Regions from separate parts of the Macaca mulatta genome. Here region 1 is linked to region 2. The links are chromatin contacts, called in public Hi-C maps. All regions are on one chromosome and are shown on one strand. The core of a region is the stretch at or near the end of the contact, and the rest is flanking DNA. Distances in the headings are between cores, read along the strand shown. Region 1 holds the start of SND1 (staphylococcal nuclease and tudor domain containing 1). Region 2 holds the start of ZNF800 (zinc finger protein 800).

Region 1 (6,373 bases), core at 3,491-5,990, 260 kb after region 2:
TTCATATGATCCTGCAAACCAAAGCAATCCTATGAGGTAGGTCCTATTATCATTTTTATTCTACAGACAAGAAACCTAAGGCACAGAGCTACTACACAGCCTGGTCAAGGTATATAGTGTGGGGATGTGAACCCATGCAATCTGGTTCTAGGGCCTGTGTGTTTGTTCAAGTGTGCTGCTGTAGATCCAAGAGATTTCCAAGATTCACTAAGGAATGGGAAAGAAGGAAGAAGGAGGAATCACAGATGACACAAAGGCTTTAGGCTTGCAACTGGGTAGCTTTAGGTACCATTATATGGCCTGAGACAAATACTAAGGCAGAGCAGATTTGGGAGGAAAGAGAATTAGTTCCTTGTGAGACATGTTGAATTTGAATTCTTCAGGTGATAGCCATGAGCAGATCTGTTTTTTTTTTCTTTTGAGATGGAGTTTTGCTCTTGTTGCCTAGGTTAGAGTGCAATGGCATGATCTTGGCTCACCGCAACCTCCGCCTCCTGGGTTCAAGGGATTCTCCTGCCTCAGCCTCCCAAGTAGCTGGGACTACAGGCATGCGCCACCACACCTGGCTAATTTTGTATTTTTAGTAAAGACGGGGTTTCTCCATGTTTTCTCATGCTGGTCTCGAACTCCCGACCTCAGGTGATCCCCGGCTTCGGCCTCCCAAAGTGCTGGGATTACAGGTGTGAATCACCGCGCCCGGCCCAGCCATGAGCAGATCTTTAGAATGTCGCTGGACAGATGGGTCTGGAGCTTAAGAGAGATTTTAACAGGAGTTGTATATATTTGGGAGTCATTGATATGCAGTCATGGGAGTAGATACGATGTCTTAAGAAGAATGTTTAGAATTAGAAAAGAAGATGCCTTCAGAAGCACCCTGAGGAACATCAATACTAAGGGGCAGGCAAAGGAGTCATCACAATGGAGATAAGAGGGAGCAGCTAGGAGATGGGAGGGATACACAGGTATAGTATCTCAGGAGAAAGGCATTTCAAGGTGCAGTGTCAAATGCTACGGAGACCTCAGCAAATTGAGGTCTGAAAAGTGTCCACTGAATGTAGTAACAAGGAGGTCATCAGTGACCTTGGAGAGAACTGTTTTGGTAAATTGGTAAGGGCAATAGTCAGAATGAGGACGGCTAAGGATTGAATGTGGTGTGACGATGTAAAGGCAACAAAGAGAATTCTACCAAGGAGATTTGCCTATGAAGGGAGGAGAGATATCTGGAGACGGATGTGGAATGAAGGAAAAATTTATTTAATTAATTGATTTTTACAAAGCAAGAAATTTGAGAATATTTAAATGCTAATGAGGCTGGTCTGAAGGTAGTGTTACATCAACTGATTGTTCACTGCCAGTTACAGATTGAACTCCTTGTTCTACTCTTTTTTAAGATTTAAAAAAAATTTTTTTTAATGCTAATGAGAAGAACCCAGGATAAACTGAGAAGCTGTAAAAACCGGAGAGGGAATGATTGGAAATGTGGAGGGGGCAGATTAAGAACTAAGACGAAGAGTTTAGCCTGAAGAGTAGGAGGGAGCTTTTTCTTTGTAATGTGAGACAAGGTAGCAAATGTAAGAAGCCATTTCCTCATTTCTGCTTCTCAGCAGAATTTCACAAAGCCCCTGACTGTGATGATGACAACTGCTATCCTGAAAGATGCTCTGAAGACAAAACAGGATAAAGCACACGGCCCCCAATGTCTGTTGCCTGAGTCAGTATAGTCCATAAAAGATAAATGACCTTAGTCCTTGCCTTTCCCTGCACATAAGATAACATCTGACAGAGTTAGTGGTTCTACTTCTACAATCTATAACCATATGTACTTTAGAGTTCTATAACCAGATGTACTCTTGACACCCAAGCTTTGATGTGATTTTGCATGTAACTGAACCTCCACCTCCTGTATATAAGCAAAGGGCTGAAACACTGTGCAGGAGCAGTCTGGCAACTGCTCCTGGGCAATATGTAGTCCTTGGGCCTCAGTAAGACTTCTGGATAAAATTAACTTTTATTTTTTAAAAGCTTGATTTTTTTTTTTCTTTAGCTGACAGTAACAAGGGAGAAGAGAGGAATGAGGAGGAAGATTTTAGATTTGGTAGTGGAAAATGGAGGGAGTTCTTGATGATTTTCTCTTCCAAGTAGGAGGCCTTATCACTATTTCAGAGTGTGGGAGATGGTAGAGTCAGTTAAAACAAACTCAGTAGAGTTCAAGGCTGAGCTGACTGAATAAAGAGAAGAAATTCCAGGCACTGTGTGAGGACCTATTAATTAATTCACTGTGGCACCAACCTGCAGAATTGAGTGTTTTCTCCAGGTAAGTGGTAGGTTTGAAGAAAGTAGAGAGCTATAGAGGGCCTAGAGTTGAGTTTTGACAGGTGGGCCCAAGGAAAGACAATGGGAATAACAGATGAAGATATCGGTAGGAAAGGGGCTAAAACGATGGACAGTGCATGGAGTCTAGCCAAGGATCCAGGAGAAGGCAGCGGGGAGCTGGTAAAGTGAGGGTAGTGAGTTCAGGGACTTTAAATTCTAGTTAAAGCTTGTCCTCTGTTGTCTCTCACTTGCTTGCTCTAATGGAAACCAGCTGTTACGTTGTGAGCTGCCCTTTGGAGAGACCCATGACGCACATAGAGGGAAACTGAACCATTGAAAAACTGAGGCTGTTAGTCCAGCATCTTGAGGAATTGAATTCTGCCAGCAACTATGAGTGAGCTTGGAAAGCAATCTACCTTCAGTCAGAGGAGGACCTTCAGATGAGACCACAGTCCCCTCCCCAACTGCCCTTGTCACCTTGACTGCAGCTTTATAAGAGAAGACCTAGAGGAAAAGGCAGGCAACCAGCCCAGATTCTTTACCCACAAAAACTGTGAGATAAATGCTTATTGTTTTCTTTATTATTTAAGTTTTGGGGCAAATTGTTATGCAACTAATACAAGATATAAGACAATTAACTGAGTGAGAAGGGAGAGAGGACAGCAGTTATGATCAAAGAACAAAGTGTTTGAGTTTACAATTGTATCTATGAAGTTATGGTGTTTTATCTGTACTGGAGAACGTCCTAAATTGGTGCAGAGGTCAAGTTTACTGAAGATGAGGTCAAGAAGCAAAGAGGCCAGGGTATGGAATAAATCATGCTCATAGATATTGAAGTATTTCAGGATTATTGGCTGAAGAGTGTGCACCAAGTGTTAACAATTTCAATGAAGGACAGGGTAGAAATAGGGGTAGGATAGATAAAACACCACGAGATGGAGAGGGGTATAATCAGATGAAACGAACCTCCACAGAGGTTATTTTATTTATTCATTTTTTTTTTGGAAAAGGGTGGCAAATTAGGGATCTAAGAAGGTGACCTCAAAACTTGACCCTGGGATATGTTTAGTGCGGGAGAATTAATTTACAATCTTTTAAGAGAGCAGGGTACCGAGCACTGTGGATAATGCATGTAATCCCAGCACTTTAGGAGGCCGAAGCAGGAGGATAACTCGAGCCCAGGAGACCAGCCTGGGCAACAAAGTGAGATCTCCTCTCTACACACACACACACACACACACACACACACACACACACAATCTGCCGGGCACGGTGGCGCGGACCCGTGGTACCAGCTCCAGCTACACAGGAGACTGAGGCAGGAGAATCGCTTGAGCACGGGAATGTCAAGGCTGCAGTGAGCTGTTATCGTGCCTCTGCACTCCAGCCTGAGCAACAGAGCGAGACTTTGTCTCAAAAAAGCCACAAAACCAAAGAAACAAAAAGAACTGCAGGGGCAGTACGTCTTCAGTGTAGAGCCAAGTTTCACGATTAAATGACATAACACATTCAAGGTCCTTGGTTCCACATAGTGGGCATTCAACGAATATTAGTTCTCGCTAAACAGTCACTTAAATATTTGTAGGCCCTGGCTCTCCCGTTCCTTCCCCCACCTCTTTACTGGGGCTAGGAAGGGTGTCCGGTGGCTGCAGGCGCTTCACACCGGGTAGGGGGAGAGCGTAAAGCGAGGCTTTTCCCTAACGTCACGGGAGCAGCTGGGAAGAGACGAGGGTCATTCTCCCCTGTATACGGGGCACGTCCTTCCTCTAAGAGACATTTATTCCTCCCACTAACAAACATCAATGGAACGCCTCACAAGCGCTAGACCCTAGCGACACAAACAAGAGCGAGACACACTCCCGATTGCAAGGAAGGCGCGCGGCCGCGTGGCGGGTCAAAGCGCACATCGGTAGGAGGTTCCACCAAGCTCTGACTTTTCCAAGTTCTCTTCATACTTTTAGCCAAGCTAAAATGTCGGAAGTCGAGTGTAGCGGGTAAGATTCCTCCAGGACTCTGCCTGCGTGGCTCCACCCTCCCAGGCCGCATTCCCGGATACAGCAGTGCCCACCTAGGTGGACATACAAATGTGCGCCCCTGCGGCTGGCAGGGAGGAGCGTCATGGGCGGGGTCAGGCGTGAGGGCGCAGCTGACTCCGCCCCTGGGGCTCCCATGGCCCCCCGCGCCCCGCGGCCAGATGCTGACGTGTCCTTTCCTTCCCACTACACCTCCCGACATTACCTACGCCGGCTGCCCCGGAAGTCCCGCCCCATACTTAGCCCATCCTCGCAAATCAACTCTTTCAGCGCTTCCTGGAACTCGCCACCGTTTTGGGGACCAAGGGGCGGGGCTCCGCGAGCAGGGTGCCTATTGGCCTGAGGTCCGGCGGGCTTTGGGCGCTAATTGGCCGGAGGGCGGTGGCGCTCTGGCACGCTTGCGCGGCGAGTAGAACGTGTGGCGGCGGCGGAGATCGCGTCTCTTTCGTTCCGAGTCCCGCTGCTGCTCCTGTGAGCGCCTGGCGAGTCCGTCCCGTCCACCCTCCGCAGCTGGTAGCCAGCCTGCCCCTCGCCTCGACTCCCTTTCACCAACACCGACACCCACATTGACACCTCCAGTCCGGCCAGCCGCTCCACTCGTTGCCTTTGCATCTCCACACATGGCGTCCTCCGCGCAGAGCGGCGGCTCCTCCGGGGGACCCGCGGTCCCCACCGTGCAGCGGGGCATCGTCAAGATGGTGAGAACGGGCCCCGGACACCGACCCCTCTGCCTGCCTTCGGGCGGGAGTCAGGCATTGACTCCACCTCCCGCCAGCCTGCTCCGTGTCCCATATCCCCTTTCCTCTGCCCTCTTCCTCACTTTTCATCGATTCTCCGAATCCTCTCACTATACGGAAGCAGACACGGAGTCCCCTTGTTCCTTGCCTCCCGGACACCTTGACATCAGGGGTCACAGTGATTTCCGAGGTTGCCGCATTCGGATCTCCTGGCTGTTTACCAGGACAGATCGATTACTGATTGATTGACAGAGACAATTCGTTGATATCTGTCCTCCCACCCCCCGTCTTTCTGTTCATTTTGACATATGCTGAGTAGTTAGCAGTTTTTCGAGATCCTGACATGGGCTCTTCTCTACGAGTACTTGGCCATCATGAAACTTTTCTGTTCCCACAAACGCTGTTACTTGACTCCCAAGTTTTCTCACTCTGTGGCCGTCTTTTCCCCTCTTTCCCTCCACCTTCTGTGTAGACCTGAAAGCTCATGATCTTTGTGTGCCTTTGACTTTTAAAAGGTTAGGCCGGCAAGAATCTTAGTAATCATTATTGTTCTCCCGTCCCTTAAAGATAAGGAGATAGGCTTGAAGAAGGCAAGTGACTTGCTTAAGGTCACATGGTGGTTTGGGTTGGAGCCAGAACAAGAGCCCAAGTGTTTGGATTCCTAGTCTAGTGCTCATAGCACTGTAGATTCTGCCTGATTTTATATACACTCAACTTTTTGAAAATTCTTGAATTTTGAATTTGAACCTGCAAAGTTTATTTTTACAATTTACTTCTAGCTCCATGATAATTTGATAATATCAATTCAGTTTATCACCAGCTCCCAGTTATCCTCCCCAAAACCCTCCCAAATCTTGGAACCTGACATTTCTTGGTTTTACCAAATTTTCTGGTTTATGATGACTGTAAACTTTTAGATGTCGTTTCACACTGCAGTTCTGACATTTCCGTCTGCAACAGCAAATATCCTATGTGATGCTTTCTCACAAAGCTCCACAAGTTTAGCTGTTGTAGAAAGTTTTGAAAAATTCTATTTCAGGCGCGGTGCAGTGGCTCATGCTGGTAATCCCAGCACTTAGGAGGCCGAGGTAGGAGGATCGCTTGAGGCCAGAAGTTGGAGACCAGCCTGGGCAACATAGCAAGACCCAGCTTTTAAAAAAATTCATTTAATTATCCCATGATCTCACAAGATTAAAATGTTCTGCAGCTTATGTGTGTGTAAAGCCGATTTTAAGATCCCCTCTCCCAATTTCCATGTGCTCATTTCTTAAGGTAATAGTCTGCCACCAG
Region 2 (7,320 bases), core at 2,047-4,546:
CCCATTGCCTTCGACAGTGCCTGGCTCTCAATAGGTGTTCAATAACAATTTGTTAAAGAAATGAATGATCAAATTAATTTCTTCCTAAATAAGACGGTTTCATTAACTAATTCAATTTCAATGATTAGAAGTGTTCTCAGAAAAAAGAAAAAAAAAGCTAGACGAAAAGGTCAGTGGAACATGAGTTTAAATGGCATTCACATCTGTATAGTTCAAAACTAGCAAACTCCATTCAACATCAGTAAAACATAAGTGATATATCTGCAGTTCAAATACACAAAATATGCAATGTGAAAGGGTCCTGAAAGTTAAACAGGTTAAAGCAGTTCAATAGAAACTGGATCCCATCCAAGGATTGCCTGTTTTATTAGTAGAGGTAAGTTATTACTGATCTCAGCAAAGTACAGTAGAGATAGGGTTGTAGTACGAATTTTATCCTCATCTGTAGCAAAGTTTTCTTTAAAAGGAAGCTCTTCCCTTCTACTGATGACATTTTTTTCCATTAATCAGAAAAGTACCTAAAATGAACTCTACTGTGATAAAAATCCAAGCACGTAAGTGCAGTTAAAATATTCCAACAAAAAGCAAGCAAATGCATTAAAAATCTAATAACTTTTAGGTCAAAAATAATGATAAACATCTGCCTTTAATTAGAATAGCACAGTCTTTATTTGATTTAGTGATAGTATGCATTCAATGATTCCCTTTTAAGTTATACCTTTTAATGATTGCCATAAAGCATATCAAAGTTCTAGGTAGAAAAAACTGTCAACAGTATATCAAGTTTATCAAATTAAAGTTTGCTATTACTCTTCATGACAGTCCGAAAAACAACTTTTTCATATGATAAATTCAACTAAAGGAAGTTTCATTCCATAAAATACCCTGGAAATAATTATGTATTCTACCTAAATAAAGAGATTTTTCTTTTATTTTGCAATATAATATGTTCTGCCCAAGAAATTTTTTTAAAGGTTGCACTTAGCAAAACCTGATTCTCCCAATGAGTTCAACAAACTTTTAAAACCCAAACTAAACTCACTTTTAGACTTTCAGAACTACTTGTTGATAAAAATGCCTAAGAAACTTTTAATTTTTAAAGTTTCAGTGAAACAATTTCAGGACAACAAATCTAGTATTCTACGTTTTCCTTTCTCCTCAGTTTTAAACACTTACAGACCATAGGAGTATATTAACCGCAGGATGCCTTGAAAGAGAAAGAAAAAAGACTGAGCGACTGATCTTGTGGAAATGATTTAAGGTGACACTTGCAGTACTTTTTTTAAGGGATCAAGCAGGGGAGACCTCTTGTTTGTACAAGCTTTTAGCTTCATAACTGGCTTATGCTGGGGAATATTATAGCCTGCTTAAGAATAACTACTGGGGCAGGAGGAAAAAAAAACTAAAAAGAAAGAGAAGGCAGAGTGGCTCTGATGGAGGGCAAAGCAACTGGGGATGAAGAGGGGTCTACCTGGTTCACAGCATCCGTGATGATGGTGGTCAGTCTGACAGTATTTGTCCCTTAAAGGCATTTTCAGTGGACTCGACCTACTTTCCTTTCACTGTAAGAAGCTCTTCATTGCGGCGTGGCTGTTGAAAGAAGCACAAACCCGTCACTCGCCCTGAACTTCCTGGGGGGTACTGGTTGCATTTTCCAGATACGTTCCCATCATCAGCCATCCGTTTTCCCTCCACGGACCCGCACCTCCCTCTCGAAAAGAAAACAGAAAGACGCACAAACCCTCCTGCAGCCCAAACTCCCCACACAGGTTCATCGCCCTACCCGGAAACGCAGCTTCGGGTGCGCAACGCAGGGCGAAGGCCTGGCCAGCTGCGCGGGCGGCTGCGGCCTCGCCGTCCCGGGCGGGCGCGCGGAGAGGGAGCGCGGAGCGCGGCGGGCACCGCCGGGCTCTGAGACTACGGAGGTGCCGCTCCCGCCGACTGCGGGCTCACGCCGCGCCCTCCCGCTACGCACGTGCGTTGGGGTCTCCCTGGCGGAGACCCCGTTCCCACAACCAAGTGCGCCCAACTTACTCAACTCCTAGGGCGGGCCGGCGGGCGGAAGGAAGGAAGGCAGGCCGGGCAGCCGCGGGGACAGCCTGGCGTGGGAGGCTGCTGCGGGCCCCACCTGGCGCAGCCTCCGCTGACCACGCGAGGGAACCGGGACTCGGGCCCGACGCGTTCCCAAAGAGTCCCCGCCGGCGCTGACGCGGAAGCGCCACAGCTCACCACGTCCCTCCGCGGGCCGAGGCGACTGCGGCGGCGGCTTACGGCGTCCTCCGCGCTGTGTGGCTAGGCGGGTGGCGCGCGGGCGGAGGCAGTTGACAGGAGGAACCGCCCGGCAGCAGCCGCCGCCGCCACCGAAGGAGCCGGAACCGGAGCGGGTAGGACCTGAGGCTCCCCTCGCCGGGGCAACGGCTGCCGCCGCAGCCCGGGTCCTTCCAGCGCCGCTCCACCTGCAACGGTCCCTCAGGCTTTAGGAGAGGGGCGGGGAAGAATGGGGGTCTCCCCCCACCTTGGGCCTTTTCGGTGGTAGTTGTTGTTTCAGGAAACTTTATTAAGTCAGTCTCTCTTTTTCTCTGTCGTTCCCTCCTCCGGAGAGCCCGAGCTACCGCCGCGGAGCGCGTAGGAAGGGGGAAGCAGAGACTCTCCGGCAGCGACAGGGAGCGACTGACTGACCCCGGACGGAGATGGGGCGAGGGCAGGAAGTGACAAGCTCACCGAGTGGGTGGGGGGAGTGTGGCCGGCACGCCCGGGAGCGCCGCGCGCATGCGCCCGGTCGGCGCCCCCGCTTGTTGGGGAGGCGACGCGCTGTACCCGCTGCGGCGGATGGGGAGGCGACCGGGTCCGCGGGCGCGAGGGCCGTGTCCAAGGGGAGGGAACCGGGGCAGGGGACACCAGGGCCGCGGCCGGAGTTTCGGGCCGACCGAGAGCCGAAGCCCAGGGTGAGGTGTGAGGTCTGCGGTGCGGCGTGCGCGCCCACGGAGACGGGTTGCTCCGCCACCAAACTGTTGCTCTCGGCGTTCTCTGTACAGTGGAACTGAAACTCGGGGAGGGTTAGGAGAGGGCTTAGGAAGCGGTGAGCAGATGTATGAGCCGTAAGTAGTGATGATCCCCAAAAGGCTGTCAGTGCATTGCTAAATGGCAAAAGTTGAACTTACTTTTTTCTTGCCAACAATTTTCGAAGCGTGCCTCCCGGAACTTGGGGGTTGTTTTATCAGGCCCAAGGGAGAGAAAGCATCTATTGGTAGCAGATGGGTATTTATCCCGGCAGCTCCGCTTCTCAAACCTGAAAGTGGAGTTGGGTCACGTGAGCTCACGCCCTTTCCCTCCTCTTCTGCGCCCGCATCCTGCTTGGAAAATCCCCGAAGATCCCAGACATCTGTCAAATTCTGCCAACCGAGGACCGCTTCTTGGGGGCGAGGGAACCGCCCCCGTCGTTTTCCTCCCAGCTCCTGGAACGTAATTCTTGCTCTTGGTGACATCAAGCAAATATGTGTCCACTGTCAGGAAATTTTAAGAGAATAAAGCCCATTCGCCTTATCTCCGATCCTCCCCAAGATCCACTGAAAACCTTTCCAGTTGGTCCAACTTAAGCTGCCATTGTGCGGGGTCCTGGAAAAACTGAAGTTTAGTAGATAGACTTTGTTTAGAAGAGAAAAAGTTTAGTTTTCAAAATCCAAAGGAAAGTTTGTAAATTAATACATTTGTTACTTTAAAAACCAGGCGCAGTGGCTGGTGCTTGTAATCCCAGCACTTCGGGAGGTCAAAGCGGGAGGATCGCTTAAGCCCAGGAGTTAAAGACTAGCCTGGCAACATGGCAAAACCCCCTCTCAACCAAAAAAAAAAAAAAAATAGCCGGGCAGGATGGCGCATGCCTGTGGTCCCAGCTACATAAGAGGCTGAGGCAGAGGGTGGGGGACGGTGGTGGATGGCTTGGGTCCAGGAGGTGAAGCGTTTGCATTAGGTCTCCGGGGATTGCAGCAGCTTGATTATAGGGGATGACAAGAAAAGGATAGAAAGATGATCTTAAACACACACTAACCAGTCCCATAAGCGGTATGATCATATATATCGGTCCAAGAGTCGAGAGGCATCACTTAACGTGAAACTAAAACATGAAATGCCACAGTTTATAAATTAATGTAAAATAAGTTATGATACTTCTGAGATAGTGTTTGTTATGCAACCAATAAAAATCACATTTTGTATAAAATTTAGTTGTATGGGATATGCTTAAGCAACAAAGGAAGTATTTTGAAGTGTGATACTTTAACAGTGGGCTGTAACGGTGCAATTATGAACGATTTTTATTTTCTTTATTCTGTATACTTTGCAAAATTTGTAAATTAAGCATATAAAACTAATAAGCAGAAAAATTGATTTTGAAATGCAATAAGAAGGCTGTAATATGAAAAATGATATACAATAATAAAGCGCAATGTCACTCCAAAAAATGCAGTGAAAAAAGACTGAAAGAAACATAAAAATATCTATATTGGAGATCTTTGGTAAAATGTGAGGTAAAATATTTTCTGCATTTTCAGAGGATCTTTTCCTACTTTTATGTAATAAACATATTTATCATAGGCTTAAAAATGAATATGCAAGTCTAAATTGCCCTAACCCTGAAAAAGCTTTGCTTCAGATATATCAGTTGTTTGCTGACCAGGTGTGAGAAAAAAAATTAAAAAACAACAGTATGTTTTGTGAGCAAATGTAGTGTTATTTATATTCTAATGCAAAGTGGTCAGTACTAGAGAGTCCTCAAAATTGCTTGCTAACAGAGTAAGTTTAGACAATCTTTGAATGATTAGAATTAGAGTCAAGATTAAATGTGCGTGTGGGTAAAACAAATATTAAACATATCTATAAAAATGAAATAATCCGCGTGAACCCGGGAGGCGGAGGTTGCAGTGAGCCAAGATCGCGCCACCGCATTCCAGCCTGGCAACAGAGTGAGACTCCGTCTCAAACAAAAAAAAAAGAAAGAAAGAAAAGAAAGAATCAAAAATTGAGACCCAGAGAGATTAAGTAATGTGCCAGTCAGTAGGAACTTGGGGTCAGGACCTAGATTACTCCCTACTATAATTAACAGTACTACTATTTGACATGTATTGAGTAGTTAATACGTTTTAAACTCAATATTAGCTCATTTAATCCTATCAACAATTTAATGAGGTTTTGCTATCCTTCCATTCCACAGGTGGGAAAACTGGGGTAAAGAGAGTTTAGATGACTTAACAAGTGGTATGATTTGGCTGTGTTCCCACCCAAATCTCATCTTGAATTGTAGTCCCTGTAATCCCCACGTGTTGTGGGAGGGACTCAGTGGGAGGTAACTGAATCATGGAGGTGGTTTCCCTCATGCTGTTCTCCTGCTAGTGAGTTCTCATGAGATCTGATGGTTTTATAAGCATGTGGCATTTCCCCTGCTGGCACTCATTCTCTGTCCTGCTGCCCTGTGAAGAGGTGCTTTCTGCCATGATTGTAAGTGAGGCCTCCCCAGGCATGCAGAACTGTGAGTCAATTAAACCTCTTTTCTTTATAAACTACCCAGTCTCAGGTGTTTCCTTACAGCAATGTGAGAATGGACTAATACACCAAAGTTACAGCTGATAGGTAGCTGAGCCATCATTTGACCGCAAGCAGTTTGGCTCTGGAACTCGTGAACTTAGCCATCACACTGTACCATCTATACTATGCTACCTTCACTATGCCATAGCTGTTTTGGTTCACATTGTATGTGAAAGACAAGCCAGTAGATCCTGCCAGTTGCGAAAGGTATTGCATATTAAAATGCTATGTGCAAGTTCATGAAGTGGAAATGAGTTGCTAAATTACAAGAATTTAATTGAAATTTCACAGGGCTCTAGAGCTTAAAGGAACCTTAGACATCATCTAGAATTATCACCCTACCTCTAAAAACAATGCACACAAACCATCCCAAAAAAATGATCTGCCTTCCCTTTCATTGTTCACTGCAGCAACCTAGGTGACACATTACTTTTTCATCCTAAAAGTCTAGAAGTACATTGTAATGGTTAACGTAAATCCATTTTATAGTTTAAAATTCTCTCGTCCTCAAGATGAAAGAACACTTTCTCTCTCTCATACACACATACACATATACGGTATATTATTGCTGTATAGCCACCCAGAATTGGTGGCTTAAAGTCATTTTATGTGCTCTCAATTCTGAAGATTAGTAATTTGGGCTAGCCTTGTCTAGGGTGACCCACGCAGATGCTACAGTCATCTAGCAGCTTGACTAGGTACAGTCACATGGTATTTGGTGTTGGCTGTTGGCTGGACCTCTCTTCTTGTAGCCTTTCAACCTCAAGGAGACTAGCCTGGGTTTCCTCATACAGTGGCAGCATGCCAAGCCAGTAGAGAATAGAAATTACAAGATTTCTTGAGGCCCTCAGTTCAGAATTTATATGACAACACTTTCACTACATTTTGTTAGTCAAGTCAAAGAGCCAGCCTAAATTCAGGAAGTAGACACTTAGACTTGCCTCTTGCTGGGAGAAGCAGCAAAATCACATTGCAAAAGGATATGCATTCAGGAATAGGAGGAATTATTGTGATGATTTTCACATTTAATCTCTCACAATATATAATTATTTTGAAAATAATACTAGCTAATTAAAGCTGCTGATTTTTTTTAATGCTTTTCTAAGAACAGTAAAAGAAACACTAGTCAGACTTATTCTTACAACTGACTGAGTCAGTCTGGTGGCCTTCTATAAATACATTTTGGTGATTCCTTAAGTTTTCTTGCTGAACTTGTTTTTCTCATCAAATGTTGTTTTAAGATTCATTCTTAGTTTTCCATCTATTCTAAGCAGATCCCACTAAAACACAGCATAAGAACCTAACATCAAGTAGAAGCAATTATAGTTCCTAAAGGACCTGTGTACTCTGGTCCTGATTTTGACAGCTTTGATTATGATGTGGCAGTTTACCACACATAACTAAATCCAAAATGATACAGAAATCAAATTATGAGCCAAGATAGGGTCTGAGATTGTAGAAAGGTCATGGAAAAATTTATTTAGAAGGACAAATATTAAATTGTTGATCTGTTATCAATTATGTAGAATATAACACCTAAGTATTCTGCAAACAACATAACATGAAAAACGAAGATAATCCTTTCCCTAAAATGCTTGTTTTAAGGAGGGTGGGGAGTGGATATAACTGGGTTGCTACCCTGGAGGTAAGCTGCCTACTGGAGAACTGCTGACATGGCTTCATATCTTCCACTCCCTGTACTAAAGGCACTCATAGGTCTTGCTGACCAAATGACACAATGAT

Evidence for each region. Hi-C and Micro-C count contacts between places; a contact is called where the count stands out from the background.
Region 1: a Hi-C map of liver shows a contact between it and region 2, with 2.5 times the contacts expected there. The contact joins the promoter of SND1 here to the promoter of ZNF800 in region 2. A contact is called at or near these places in 3 of 14 Hi-C or Micro-C datasets (cortical neurons, fetal cortex germinal zone and liver).

Annotation. Positions count from the first base shown.
Region 1 is chr3:167,499,647-167,506,019 of T2T-MMU8v2.0, forward strand. SND1 (staphylococcal nuclease and tudor domain containing 1) reads left to right here and starts at 4,741. Exons shown (of 24, transcript XM_077997258.1): 1 at 4,741-5,044.
Region 2 is chr3:167,239,002-167,246,321 of T2T-MMU8v2.0, forward strand. ZNF800 (zinc finger protein 800) reads right to left here and starts at 3,297. Exons shown (of 6, transcript XM_015134845.3): 1 at 3,162-3,297; 2 at 1,472-1,590. The coding sequence starts at 1,532.